3 separate regions of the Mus musculus genome follow, and regions 1 and 2 are each linked to region 3. A link is a contact called in public promoter capture Hi-C data. All regions are on one chromosome and are shown on one strand. Each heading gives the region's core, a stretch centred on a gene start, on an enhancer-like site or on the middle of the called end of the contact. The rest is flanking DNA. Distances are from core to core; before and after follow the strand shown.

Evidence for each region. Promoter capture Hi-C pulls out the DNA fragments that hold promoters and counts their contacts.
Region 1: a promoter capture Hi-C map of embryonic stem cells shows a contact between it and region 3, with 6 times the contacts expected there. The contact joins the promoter of Zfp994 here to the promoter of Zfp40 in region 3. A contact is called at or near these places in 2 of 39 promoter capture datasets (embryonic stem cells and hippocampal neurons), 1 of 115 datasets of contacts at active chromatin or transcription factors (astrocytes) and 3 of 9 other capture datasets (adipose tissue, liver and pancreatic islet).
Region 2: a contact with region 3 is called in a promoter capture Hi-C map of cranial neural crest. The contact joins the promoter of 1520401A03Rik here to the promoter of Zfp40 in region 3. A contact is called at or near these places in 9 of 39 promoter capture datasets (the 3T3-L1 cell line, 3T3-L1-derived adipocytes, cranial neural crest and 4 more).

Annotation. Positions count from the first base shown.
Region 1 is chr17:22,223,081-22,227,542 of GRCm38.p6, reverse strand. It overlaps Zfp994 (zinc finger protein 994), which reads left to right and starts at 1,929. Exons shown (of 5, transcript NM_001205095.1): 1 at 1,929-2,004; 2 at 3,449-3,532.
Region 2 is chr17:23,724,102-23,728,387 of GRCm38.p6, reverse strand. It overlaps 1520401A03Rik (elastin), which reads left to right and starts at 1,937. Exons shown (of 41, transcript XM_017317755.2): 1 at 1,937-2,249. It overlaps Pkmyt1 (protein kinase, membrane associated tyrosine/threonine 1), which reads right to left and starts at 2,052. Exons shown (of 8, transcript NM_023058.3): 1 at 1,747-2,052.
Region 3 is chr17:23,191,876-23,196,563 of GRCm38.p6, reverse strand. Zfp40 (zinc finger protein 40) reads left to right here and starts at 3,336. Exons shown (of 6, transcript NM_009555.2): 1 at 3,336-3,489.

The sequences.
Region 1 (4,462 bases), core at 680-3,179, 970 kb after region 3:
TGCAGGTACTCAAGTGATACACTTCATCCTTGCCCCCAAAGTGATCACTGATTGGTGAATAAAGATGCCTACAGCTAAGAGATGGGCAGAAGAGAAAGAGACTTGGTGGGGAGGTGTGTCAGAGAAGAACCCTGGGGAGAAAGAAGGTGGAAGTAGAGGAAGCCACCATGGGCTAAGAGTCTTAGAACAATGGCCATGTTGACTGGCCAATTGGAGTTCAAAGCAGCCCTGATGAAACATGGCAAAATATAGTGGGATTAATAGTTGGGAAATAGACACAGTAATAGCACAGATGATATATACATTCCTAGTTCTAGCACTGATAAAGGCATATTATGAAGATTGTGTATGTCTTTTACCTTGGAAGTGAATGATCAAAACCTGGGTAGAAACAACAGTTGAGATTATATGTTTTCCACAACACATTGCAAACAATTGTAAGACTTCTATGATAAAAGGTTCAAGTTTTTGAAGACAGAAATTAAAGAATATACTAGACTGTGGAAAGATCTCCCATGCTTGTGGATGAGGAGGCTTCACATAGTAAAATTGGCCATCCTACCAACAGAAATCTATATATTCAATGCATTCCTTACCCAAGTACCAGATTCTGAGCTACAGACCAGAGTGATAAAATGAATGCCCTTTCCCGTGAGAATTCAAGTATTACCATGTCCATTTTCCTTACCATTCTGATCCCGAATCCATGAATCCCATCTGCATGGAATTTTAAGTAGTATAAACTCAGATCAGAAGGCATTTTATTTTTCCTGGCTATCAAAATTCTGTTGTACTATCACTGTATTTTTGCTTACAGGAACTGGGGCTGACGCTGGTGTTTTCATTCATGTTATGATTGTCAGACAATTTATAGGAAAATATTTGTGCAAACTATTTGCATTATCTATTTTCTTTGCTATTGTGGCCATGACAAATATCTTGGAGTTTAACTTTATCAGTGCTTTCCACTACCCTGTTATACAGCTTTTGTTTCTACAGAGTGACCTTTGTCCCTGGAGCTCCCCAGAGAGCTTGCAGAGCACCCTCCCATCATTCTCTGTCCCATCTGTCTTTATCCACATTTTCATCTCAGTGGTCCCTCTTATACTTCATGTATGCTTTGATACATGGTTTGGAAGGAAGCCAAACTTTGTGAGTCATTTTTAGTATTGTGTGTTGGGGTGCAACATAAGAAATTGGAATTTATCTCTTAAACTCTTGTCTCCCTTGCCTCTACCTCCCTAGTGCCTCTCCCTGCCCTCCATTCCTTTCCACCCTCTTTCCAGGAGGGCATGGCCAGCCTCCACTTACCTACTCTCTCCTTCTGTCTTTCTCTGCCTCTACTACTCTCTTAACTCCCATCCGCATGCCCTAAATAAACTCTATTCTATACTTTAAAAAAAAAAAGAAAAGGAATTTAACGCCTAGGTTATATTTTGCTGTGCGATTGTAGCCGAGGAGGCTAGCGTCCCAAGCTAAGAAGTTGGGCTGCCTATTTATTATCTGAGGGTTTCAGAACTACCTCTCAGATGTCAGAGTGCAGCATCATACAGAACCAGTTTTTCCTAGTCTGTCAGCAAGCAGCAGGGAGGTTGTGCAGAGCAGGTCCACAGGTGGAGCTGTGAGGCAGGAAGCCAATGACTGAGTGGGAGGGAATGGAATCCCCGGGGCAGGGATAAAGGCAAGACCAGGACATTGACCAGACAGGAAAAAAAGTATTAAAAATTAAGGTTGAGAAAGCGCTTGCTCACAAAGTGTTTGGGGGAACCACGTGACCCTAAGTATGGTTTATTGGGCGGGTCTAGGAGAACAGCTCCTAAGATCCAGGCCGGAGTGACAGGAACTTCCACCAATCAACTTTCTACCTTTCGGTTTCTGCGTCCTAGCTGTCTCTGGACCCGGAAAAGTCTCCTCAGAAGCATTTCCGTGGCGGAGGGCCTGGGGAGGCGGCAGTCGGCAGTGCAACTGTTGGCACAGCAGCCCGGCGGCCCCGAAAGGTCCCAGGTTAGAGGCGCTGCGGGGCTGGGAAACGGGAGGGAGCGGAGCAGCGGGGTGTTTTCCTCAGCTGCTCTTAAGGACGCCGCTCTCACAGTTCTGTCATTGGTTTCTTACCACTGACCGGAAGTTTCAGATCCTGTGACCTGGGATTTATCGTGATTCTTTAAAAATGTATTTTACAATTACTGGAATATTCAGTCATAAAATCACTGGTAAACCAGAACACCCTCCCCGCCCCAACCTAAGCTCCCTGGGACTAAACCACCAACCAAAGAGTAGACATGCAGGGACCCATGGCTCCAGCTGCACACTTAGCAGGAAATGGCCTTATTGGTCATCACTGGGAGGGGGAGCCCCTTGGTCCTGTAGAGGCTCAATGACCCAGGGTAGGGGAATGCTAGGGCGCTGAGGTAGAAGTGAGTGGGTAGGTGGGGGAGCACACTCATAGAGGCAGGGGGATAGTGGGTTTGTGGAGGAGAAACTTGGAAAGGGGATAATATTTGAAATGTAAAAAAAAAAAAAAAAAAAAAAAAAAAAAAAAAACCAATAAAAACACGAAGAAAAAAAAACTTGTTATAGAGCGGTTGCATTATCTATTTCCTAATATGACAATTACAAAGATAGTGGAAAGTAAATTTGTTCTTGCTTTCTTGCCTTGTTTTACTAATTGCTTGTTCAAGAGAATGCCTTTGGCCCGGTTAATAGGCATCCACAGAGAGCTTTGCATATAATATTATATGAGGAAACAGTGCCCATTTATTGAACCAAAAATATAGTTTATCGAGCCCTACTGTTATGGGTGTAAACACTAATATTTACTAAGCAGACTTTTTAGTGGCCATGAACTTTTTAATCAGAATTGTATGCAGTTTAGGATGTAAGTAAAACATTCAGAAATATGTCTTCATATGCTGAGTTCTTATGTTACTCCTTGGGTCCAGGCAAGCCCAATATTGCAGTCTCTTAAACCAGACTATAGATTAAAATAAAGTTTTAGAAAACATCTTTTGAATAATTATGATCACTTCCCTGTATCAGAAAATTGTCTCTTTGGTTGAAGGAAAGCACTTTGCCCTCACATAGGTGGCCAAGCTGTTGTTTTTTACTTTAGGGTTTGTTATCATTCAGTGCTGTGTCTGTGGACTTCTAGTAGGAGAAATGGGAATTCCTAGACCCTGCAGACAGGGCTTTTGGCAGAGATCTCTTTTGGACAGTGCAGCAGTCTGGTTTCTGTTAATGACAATAGTTTTCCTGAAGTCTCCCTAGCTCTTCCTCAGAGTTCAAGGGAGAATGACTGTTCATGTGTCTGAGCCTACATGCTTAGAGGAAAAGAGACATTTTTATTTCTGATATTTTCTCTCTCCTTCATGTTTATCCTTTTTTAGGCATCCTTTATTTTTGTTCCATGAAAAGTTCTGGGTGCTTTCTGAAGACTCTTTCCCTTGTGCAGGTATCACACTCATCAGGTAGTTCAGCTCACCTGTGAAACTGAGAACCCTGGATGGTGAAGAGAGGAAACTAGCAAAGGATCCAGGTATGTTAGAGAGAATGAAGAAGGGATGGGGAGGGGCTCAAGTCCCAGTACAAAGAGGACATGAGATTTGTTTTGCCAGATTCTATTTCATTCTAAATATTTCTAGATAATTGCAGTGAGAATAACATCAGAATATTCCCACTGTAATTTTTAGAAGACCTTTTATGGAAGAATTAATTCACAGAGGCACATGTAATTTAATTGGTTTGTATGTGAGGGATATTGTCCCCCTCCCATTCACATCCCTAATCATATCTTTTTACCAGTATTAAATATTTTCTTTGTTACAATTTTAATGTATTGTTTAGTCAGAACACTTGATGCCTGTTAGTTTTTTTTTCTGCTCATGGAGTTTTGGAGCATTGTGTAGTTCCTTTCAGTTGTTCTATCTTTTATGGTTAATTTCTCAGTTCCCTAAAATAATGCCAGCAAGATTTTGATAAGATTTGTTTAGAAACTTTGCATAGTATTAAACTCTGTCTATATTACCTTCCCACTGATACCTGCTGTAGTCTGTCTTCTTGTTGGTTTTGCAAGATTTGCATTGCTATAATTTTAATATACTTTGAAATCACCCTTGGGTTTGATACTTCTCTCATATATTTAAAATTTTTTGTGGTTTCTCATTTTATAAATTTTTGGAATGATTTGTCTATATTTAAAAATGTCTCTGTGATTTTGGTATTTTACATTTCTTCACGTTTGACTGAGAACATGCTAACAGTACCTCAGATTACAAGTCTTTTATGTGTTCCTGTGTCTTCTACTGATGTCAACATTCCAGATTTTTTAAAGAAAAATGTTTTCAATTACTTTTATGATTATTATTCTTTGTTTTTCATACTCCTGTCGCCATCCCCCTCTCCCTGTCTCCAAGAGGACATCCCCACCTGTCATCCCCACCCCACTTGACCTACCCACTCCCTGAGG
Region 2 (4,286 bases), core at 688-3,187, 530 kb before region 3:
TGGGATTAAAGGCGTGCGCCCCCACCGCCCGGTTCATCTGTGCTTTCTAAATCTGAGATGTATTTTATTTTATTTTTTTGAGACAGTGTCTCTAGTTTAGGCTGTCTTCAAGCTCCCTCACTGTGCAGCCAAGGAAAACTGTGAGGTTTTGATCCTCCGGACACCACCTTCAGGGAACTAGGATCACAGACATGTCCTACTACATTTAGTTTATGCAGTGCTGTATATCAAACTCAGGACATGATTCATGTTAGACAAATGCTAAACCAACTGACTTATTACTATAACTCCAGGTCCTAAATCTGGGATATTTTGAATTATGAAGAGCACCTGGCACCAGGAGTTTGTGGAGCTGCAACTCTGCACAGACATACAGAACGCTGAAGGACTTAAGACATAAATGCTAACTGCTGTCTTTCTTAATCAGTGCTTTAGATAATAGTTGAAATGACTCAAGTATAGTAGTGCCCTGGTGTCAGTATCTTTGTGCCCCTTGGGGCAAAAGAGGGTGTTGGGTTGCTCCAATGTTGTAATTGAAACAAAGGCAAAAAAGCAATAGAAAGTGTCCATTTTAGGGGAAGCCACAATGTATCAAAGGAGCCACACCTAACCTCTAGTAGTAGCTAGATCAAATTACTACTTAGGTTAAGTACTTAAGAGGCTTGCTGGAAGGCCCTCTTGTTATGGATCTATTTACTTCAAGAATCCCATCCCAGAGGTGGCCTTTAGCTTAGTGATAGAGTACATGCCTGGCACCATCAGCGTCCTGCATTTGATGCCCACCCTAAGAAAAAAAAAAACAAATCCCATCCCAGGTCTTCTGTAAGGATCCACGATCATGCTTGTTAATTAAACCTACAGTCTTGAAGGGGACGTGGGTGGGGGAGGTAAGAGTACTTGCTGCCCTTCCAAAGGACCAGGTTTGATTCCCTGACACACAAGCGTCTGTAACTCCAATTCCAAAGGGATCTGACACCCTTTTCTGACCTATGTGGGCACTAGGCACAAACAGACAAAAATACACATGCATTAAAAAGAGTAAAAACTTTTTTTTTTTAAAGGAAGAAGGAATACAGTCTCCATGCCTAGCACCTGGGAGTCCATCACCTTCTGTTTCAGCCAGAGAGACCATTCCCTCTCAATGCCATTTTCATTTCAACATCACTGGTCATTTACATTCTAATACCTCTGGCCTGGTCAAACAGCTTTTATGGGGTGAGAAGGGTTGGTAGTGGAGTCCCGGCTGAGTACAGAGTGTCCCTGAGCCACTGGGTTTCCAGGGACCTCACCCTCTTACTGAGCTGTACCCATCTGTTGACCACCATCTAGCGTTAGACTGTGAGTTTCTCCCGTGCAGGGCCACTGCTGAATCCGTTCGGTAGGCGAGGGGGAACTCTGACAAACCATTGCGTAAACAGGCTGTCACCCGGGGGTGGAGGGGCTCTTCCCAGAGAGCCGCGGGAGAAAGAGAGGCAGTGCTGGAAAAGGAGCGCCCAATGGGAAGGGACAGGGGACCCGCGGGAGTAGGCGGGGCGTGGGCGACAGCGCTGACCTGGAGTCATCCGAGGGCTAGTCCGGCCCGTGACAGACACGGAGGGGTGGGGCTGCTGCAGGGGGGTGGGGGGGTGACCGGATACTGAGAAGAGGCCGGAGGGCAGTCGCGGGGCGCAGCGCGGCAGGAGCGCGGGCCAGGGCGCCGGCGGAAGAGCGGCGCAACCGGGAGATCTCACCCGGGTGTGGGCTCACCTGGGGAGGCTGGGCGTGGCGCAGCGTGGCGCAGCGTGGCGCAGCAGCGAGGTCCCAGGTTCCGGGTCGGCGGGGGCCGCTGGGGACCTCACAGAGGCCAGGCAGGCCGGGGTCGGGCAGCGGGGCCTCTGGACACCGGGACGAAGCACCCTCCAAGAAGGGGAACCGCCCGTGAACGCGCGCGGAGCCAGCTCGCGCCAAAAATTCCAAACCGGCCTCGAGGCCCCGCCCAGGCTCGCCCGTGGTCCCGCCCCCGCCTGGTGCAGCGGGTCTAGCGCCCGGGGCATTGGCCCCGCCTCGCGTCTTGCGTGCGCACCGAGGTCTCCCCGCCTCCGAAGTTTGCCGGAGCGCTCTCACTGCGCAGACGCAACTCTTCGAGGCCTATTGCGGCGGGAACGATCCTTGGCCCCTCTCTGTCGGTATTTGTCGGCCTTCACACTATGGTCCCCACACCAGCTGCTCTCTATTGGCTGCCTTAATATTCGTGTCCATAAAAGGGGCAGGTAAGGGCCCTGCAGCCAAGTGGCATCTCCTCAAGGAGTTGCCACTGGGGACAGCACAAGCGAATGTCCCACTACTTATAATCTTATGCATATTCAGACACCGGTCTTCATCATCCCAGGATAGCGATTGGTAGCGCCTGTTCTAAGACGGTGGAGTCTCCTTGTAAATAGGCTGTCTGAGGCCGATTCTTACATCCTTTAGCTCAGAACCTTGTGCTCAACTGACTCCTCTCAGTCACTTCCTGGCCTCACAACCTCTGGTACATGATGGGTTGTCACTTTTCTTCTAAACGTGGAGCCGAGGAACCTAGGACAATTTCTTTAAAGAAGGTCTGCACAGAACAAAGTGGGGTGGAGCTTGCTTCATGGAGAAAGGGACCTTTATTGATTTCAACTAGAAGTGAAAAATCATGCTTTATAGCCAATCTCTCTAAAATGCTCCTGCAATCTCTTGGAACAACAGTGGGAAGGAAGGCCAGGCCCTACTTAAGCCTGAGATCAAGAGCTGGGGTACCGCCCACCTCCAAGCCCTTCCCTTTGCTTTAGTGACTTTGAGAGCCAGAACAGTTGTGACTTGGTCTAGTCCTTGTTGAGAACCCTAGACAGGTCCCTCTCCAACTATTTAGAGCTATTTTCTGCCAGCTCCGTTTTCTGGACAGGCCTCCCCTTCTTCCAACCATTTATTCCTCAAAGTCTAATTCATAATGATTAAAACACACTAACACACACACAGTAACAAAAAACAAAACAAAACAAAACAAACAAACAAACAAAAAACTGCACTGGTACATGTCTATACCCCAAGCACAGAGGCGGCTGAGGCAGAAAGGTCACATGAGCCTAGGAATTGGAGGCCAGTGGGTACTATAACAATATTCCTGGGGCTGGAGAGATGGCTCAGTGGTTAAGAGCACTGACTGTTCTTCCAGAGGTCCTGAATTCAATTCCCAGAAACCACATGGTGGCTCACAGCCATCTGTAATGCCTTCTTCTGGTGTGCCTGAAGACAACTACAGTGTACTCACATACATAAAATAAATAAAATCTTAAAAAAAGAAAGAAAGAAAAAGAAAACTCAATTAAAACAAAACAAAACAAAAAAACGAAACAAGATGCCTGTCCTCAGATAAACCACTAAGTAAAAGTTGGGTAAAGTGGTGTATAGCTCTGTAATCCCAACACTGAAGACCTGGGGAGGCTGAGGCAGGGGTAATCTCTGAGTTTGAGGCCACCCTGATATATATCAGAAGTTCTAGGCCAGCCTGGGCTACATAGTGAGACTTTGTCTCAAAACCCGGCACAGTTTTATCAATTTGAACCCTGTCTCATAAAGAAACTAGGGAAGAAGTAGAAAGGCTAGGCTGTCAGCTAGCAGGTGTGAAGCCCTTGGTTCAATCCCCAGCGCTACAGGGAGAAATAAAAGCATTTTATTTCAGTGGCATACATCAGAAAACATCTCACTCTGCAGAGAAGGCTGCACTAGACACCTAGTAAATATAGATTAACAGCAGTTACAGGTAAGTGGACAGACATCCTGTGAGGGAACTAAAGGCTGTAGTGTTGCTCTGCCAGTCTCCACATGTGTAAAATGAATAATAGCTCCTCCTTGCTGGAAGAAACGAGCATCAACTGAGAAAATATATGTGAACTGCTTTTGTTAGAGGAGAGGCAGACCAGAGAGATCTGTGCTTTTCTGCCCAGGTTCATGGTCTTATCTGTCTTTTTTTTTTTTAAAGATTTATTTATTTATTATGTGTAAGTAGACTGTAGCTGTCTTCAGACACTCCAGAATAAGGAGTCAGATCTTGTTACGGATGGTTGTGAGCCACCATATGGTTGCTGGGATTTGAACTCCAGACCTTCGGAAGAGCAGTCGGGTGCTCTTACCCACTGAGCCATCTCACCATCCCTGTCTTTTTTAAAAAACAAAAACAAAAACAAAAAACAGAAGGCCAGAAAGCAAAAGTTTGATTTAGAAAGTGAAAGTTGACATGGAGCAGCAGCAGAGGGACAGTTGATTGGTTTAGTGCTTTTGAT
Region 3 (4,688 bases), core at 2,087-4,586:
TCTGTTGGTGTGAGCCTCAATCTGTGCCTGCCTGAAGCTGTCTTGTAAATCTGTTCCTGTGTGTTTGTCTGAGTGTGTTTCTGTCTGTCCCTAACAGAAACATATGGAGCATGAAGAAAAGAATTCAAATCCTGATGTGGTCTTAGTCAAATGTCTCTAAGGAAAAAGGATTTATTTCTTTCCTTGAGTCAACATAGATGTATTATTGGTGACACAGAATTAATCACTAATATGTTTAATCCATACACATATGCAGATTCTATTAGATGGTGACATTTTTCTTTTTCTTTTTCTCCTTCCTTCCTTCCTTCCTTCCTTCCTTCCTTCCTTCCTTCCTTTCCTTCTTTCTTTCTTTCCTTCTTTCTTTCTTTCTTTCTTTCTTTCTTTCTTTCTTTCTTTCTTTCTTTCTTTCCTTTTCTCTTCTTTCTTTCTCTTTCTTTCTCTTTCTTTCTTTCTTTCTTTCTTTCTTTCTTTCTTTCTTTCTTTCTTTCTTTCTTTCTTTCTCTCTTGCATTCCCAAGAGAAACAGCAAACTTATGAAAATGAGAAACAAATAGTCCTGTCATTTGAAAAATGAACATGCTCAGAACCCTGTGCTTTAAAGACAAAACCCTAGTTCTGCATCTGTGTGTGTAAGCTCCCACCTCCTTGCAGAATTGGGATGCCTCTTAATGTGTCACAATCATACCAGCACAGCTTGAACCCCAGAACACACCAGAGAAAACTGGTCCTCATGATAATTATGACAATTTTATTTATTTATTTATTTTTAGCTAGAATATCTAAAGAAACAGGTAATAGCGAATTCTATTTTCCTTAGCCTATGTAGATGGGGCATGGGTGTACTCAGAGAATTGCAGGTAACTATCAGGAGATAATCTGTGGGTAAATGGCTAAACACTGTAGTATATATGCTAGTTTTAGTTCTAGATTTTAAAGAAATATCTAGATTGTTTTCCTAAGTGGCTGCTCTAGTTTCTGTTCCCAGAAGCAGTGTATAATAGCGTCCCTTTCCTAACATTCTTGTCAGAATTTGTTATGTATCCAAATGAGGTTCATTCTAACTGAGGTGAAAAGGAATCTTAAAGAAGATTTGTCTGCCTAGTCTCCAAAGCTATTTATAGTGGAATATTTGCTAACATGACTGGAGAAGTACCCAAAGTAACTGCACAATCTAATAAGAAGACATGACTGTACAAGCATATATTGTGCCTAATGACATTAAAGGCCTCAAGGCAACTACATTGGAAACTCTAAAGGAAATAAACAGATATCCTGGCTCAAATCACATACCAAAATTATACCAACATGAGATAAATAAATAAGTGGATATTTAAGCAACATCAACAGTGAAGCAGTAGTAAATGTACACCCTCTGGGGGGGGGGGAGTGGAACACCAAGAAACAGATTGATTCATCAAAGAATTCTGTCAAAACTCCAGAGAATAACTGATTCTGAAGCTACTTATAATATTCCTTCAGTTAAAAGGGAAACAAGATGTCTAGACTCTTTATGAAGCTAGTGTTACATAGCATAGAAAATGAAGACTCAAAATGAAAGTACAGATTGATGTGATATCTACGATGACGATGATGGTGATGTCCCTTTCACATGATATATTTCACTTAGTGCACCCTCTCATTCTGAACTTCATTTCAATCCTAGATCATTCTTCTAACAATTCTCTCTCTCTCTCTCTCTCTCTCTCTCTCTCTCTCTCTCTGTCTCTCTCCCTCCCTCCCTCCCTCCCTCCCTCCTTCCTTCCCCCTGTTGAGAATTAGCAAAACGGCAAAGTCACCATCATGTGGAGAAAGCCGTAGTGTGCAATATGATATGAATTCAGTTCTAGTTTGTTAGTTGGGCTAACTGACCATCAACTTCCTGAGACATCTATTTCCTTTCAAAATCCCGAGTTCTTCAAATGTCTTCCCCCAAGTTAAAATTTTAGATGTTTGGCTGGTAATAGTGAAGGTCTGTGAGAGAAGGATGCAGATGGCTTTTCAGTGTCACTCCAATTTGCATAGTTATGAAAATAATTACCCAGCTTCCCAGTAAAGCTCTCCAGATTGAGTTGTTAATGTCTAAAATTTAAATTATTTCATATAAGTGTTGGATGCACAGTTTAAATTTCACTTCTGCCTTTAAACAGTGCTACTTGTGTATTTTCTTTTAATTCATCATTTCCTTTGACTGAGACATCCCGCTCCCGTACTTTGTCTTCAAGCCTGATATTCTGTCTCCTACCTGTTCTGAGTTATTATTAGACATTGCAGTTTTGATTTCTTGCTTCACTTCAGTTTGGACTTTTTCGATGTTTCTAGCTACTTATTGAATTCAATCTTCATATCTTAAGTCGTCCTCATTTCCATCAGCATTTGCTATCTGCCCCCTCCCCCCAACAAATCATTTTGTTCCTGTCTTTTTTTAGTTCATTTACATGCTCAACCTGCTTTGTTCTCCTTGAATTTGACTCTTGGTTTTTGAGCTATGTATCTTTAAGATACCACTTACAGTGTTTTCCTTAAAGGACACAGCTATAGTTTTTTTTTGTTTTGTTTTGTTTTGTTTTGGGTTTTTTGTTTGTTTGTTTGTTTGTTTGTTTGTCTGTTTTAGGTCAAGGGCATTTTAACCTTAGGTTTACTATAATGTTGGGAGCGGAACAAAAGTCAGAATTTAGGGTGTCGGCTGATTCCTTTTTGCTGTAGTCCAGAAGGCTAGTATCTCAAGATGAAAAGTTAGGCAGAATAACTTCTATCTGAAGACTTCAGAAGCCACGGTCTGGGTCAGACCTGGGTGCAGCGGACTAGATCCAGTTCTGGTCTAGCTGTCAGCAAGCCTGGTAGGTGGGTGGGTGGGACTGTGCTGAGCGTGTGCAGCGCAGCCTGACAGCTAGAGCTGTGTGACAGGCTGTCCAATACTGACTAGGAGGGACCTGCCTCCGCGGAGCGGGGATACTCGCCTGATCAGAAGGCGAGGAAGTTTTTAAAAACGAAAACAATCGGATAGACTTGGAAAAAAAGAAAGAAAGAAAGAAAGAAAGAAAGAAAGAAAGAAAGAAAGAAAGAAAGAAAGAAAGAAAGAAAGAAAGAAAGAAAGAAAGAAAGAAAGAAAGAAAGAAAGAAAGAAAGAAAGAAAGAAAGAAAGAAAGAAAGAAAGAAAGAAAGAAAGAAAGAGAAGAGCTTGGGAGGGGTGGGCTTACAAAAAAAAAAAAAAAAAAAAAAAAAACCCTCACGTAACCGGAACCAGCGTGTGGTGGGCGGAGCTAGGGCGGTGCTCCAAGGAGCCTGCACAGAGTGACAGAAAAATTCACCATTCACTGAGGGACCGGGGAAGCTGCGAGGTCCGGAATCCGGGGTGGAGGACACGGGCTTCTCTAGGAGGGCGTGAAAATTCCAGGCATCCACAGGTGCCGCGAGAGGAGTCCTGAGAAAGTCATTAGTCAACAGCGCTGTAGCTTGAGCCTCAGCCCGGCAGCCATAGAACGCCCAGGTCAGAGGAGCCGCGGGGCTGGGAAACGGGCGGGAGCAAGGGTGGAGGCTGCTCAAAGGAAGCCGCTCTCACAATTCTGTAGTAGATAATCTTTTAACCATGGATAGCCTACCATTGTCGGGAAGATTGAAATCATATGAACAGGGGTTTATCGTCATTTTTGCATTTATCTTATGCTGGCCAGAATATTTTCATAAAATAATCTGCTAGAGCATTTGCATCATCTGTTGTCTGCAAGCAGGCTTCTCATTGCTTTGTAATAGTTACAAAGCTGCTGGAATTTAAATTCATGCATGCTTTTTTCTAACTTCTGTGTTCTACTACTTGCCTATTTCAGAGATTGTCCTTTGCCCCTGGGACTAAGCACAGCAGAAAGCTTTGTAGATACTAGTCGCATGAAGAACCAGTGCAGATTTGATAGAATCAGAATATACACTGTGACAGAGCAAAACAGTGTAGCGGTTCCTCCATCTTGTTGTATTCCTGCTGAGACCGTTTCCAGGGTTAACTAAAAAATTATTTTCTTGATGGAGAATCCCATGAAAAAAACGACCCAACTCTATTCTAGGTCAGGATGTCCTAGCTAACCTACCATACTTAGCCATTGATTAAAGTTTTTGAGTAACCTCTTCCAGTCAACCTTAGATCCTAGCTGCTGGTGTGCTGGAACCTCCCATCAGGATGGCTAACCTCCTATTTTAGCTACTGTTAAAAACTGCTTGCTTCAAACTACTTACTCTGCAGAATGGCCCCAGCAGCTGCTATGCAAGATGCCTGGATGAGGTCCCTGCCCTTAAAACCCCTATGTTTTGGACATTCACAGAAACACTTAGGTCCCTGAACACTTGGGTGTGGTCTCAACCGGCTGGAATAAAGACTTTGAGTGGGCTATAAACTGTTTGAGTGGTCATCTCTGGCCAGCTACCCATAGCAGTACTTTATTAAATGCCAAAGTTACTGCTGTAAACATTAATGTTTACTAAGCAAATTTTACTCCCTGTTAATTTTCTGTCTTGAGATGTAAGCACTCTATAAATACAGTATTTGGAGTGTAAATACACAATTCAGAAATGTGTAATCATGATTTTATAGTCAGCAAACTCAGTTTAGATTAAAACTAAAATTAGAAAGCATCGTTTCAATAATTGTATTCGCTCACTGGAATCAGAGTAATGAATGACTCCTTGTTTCACAAAAAG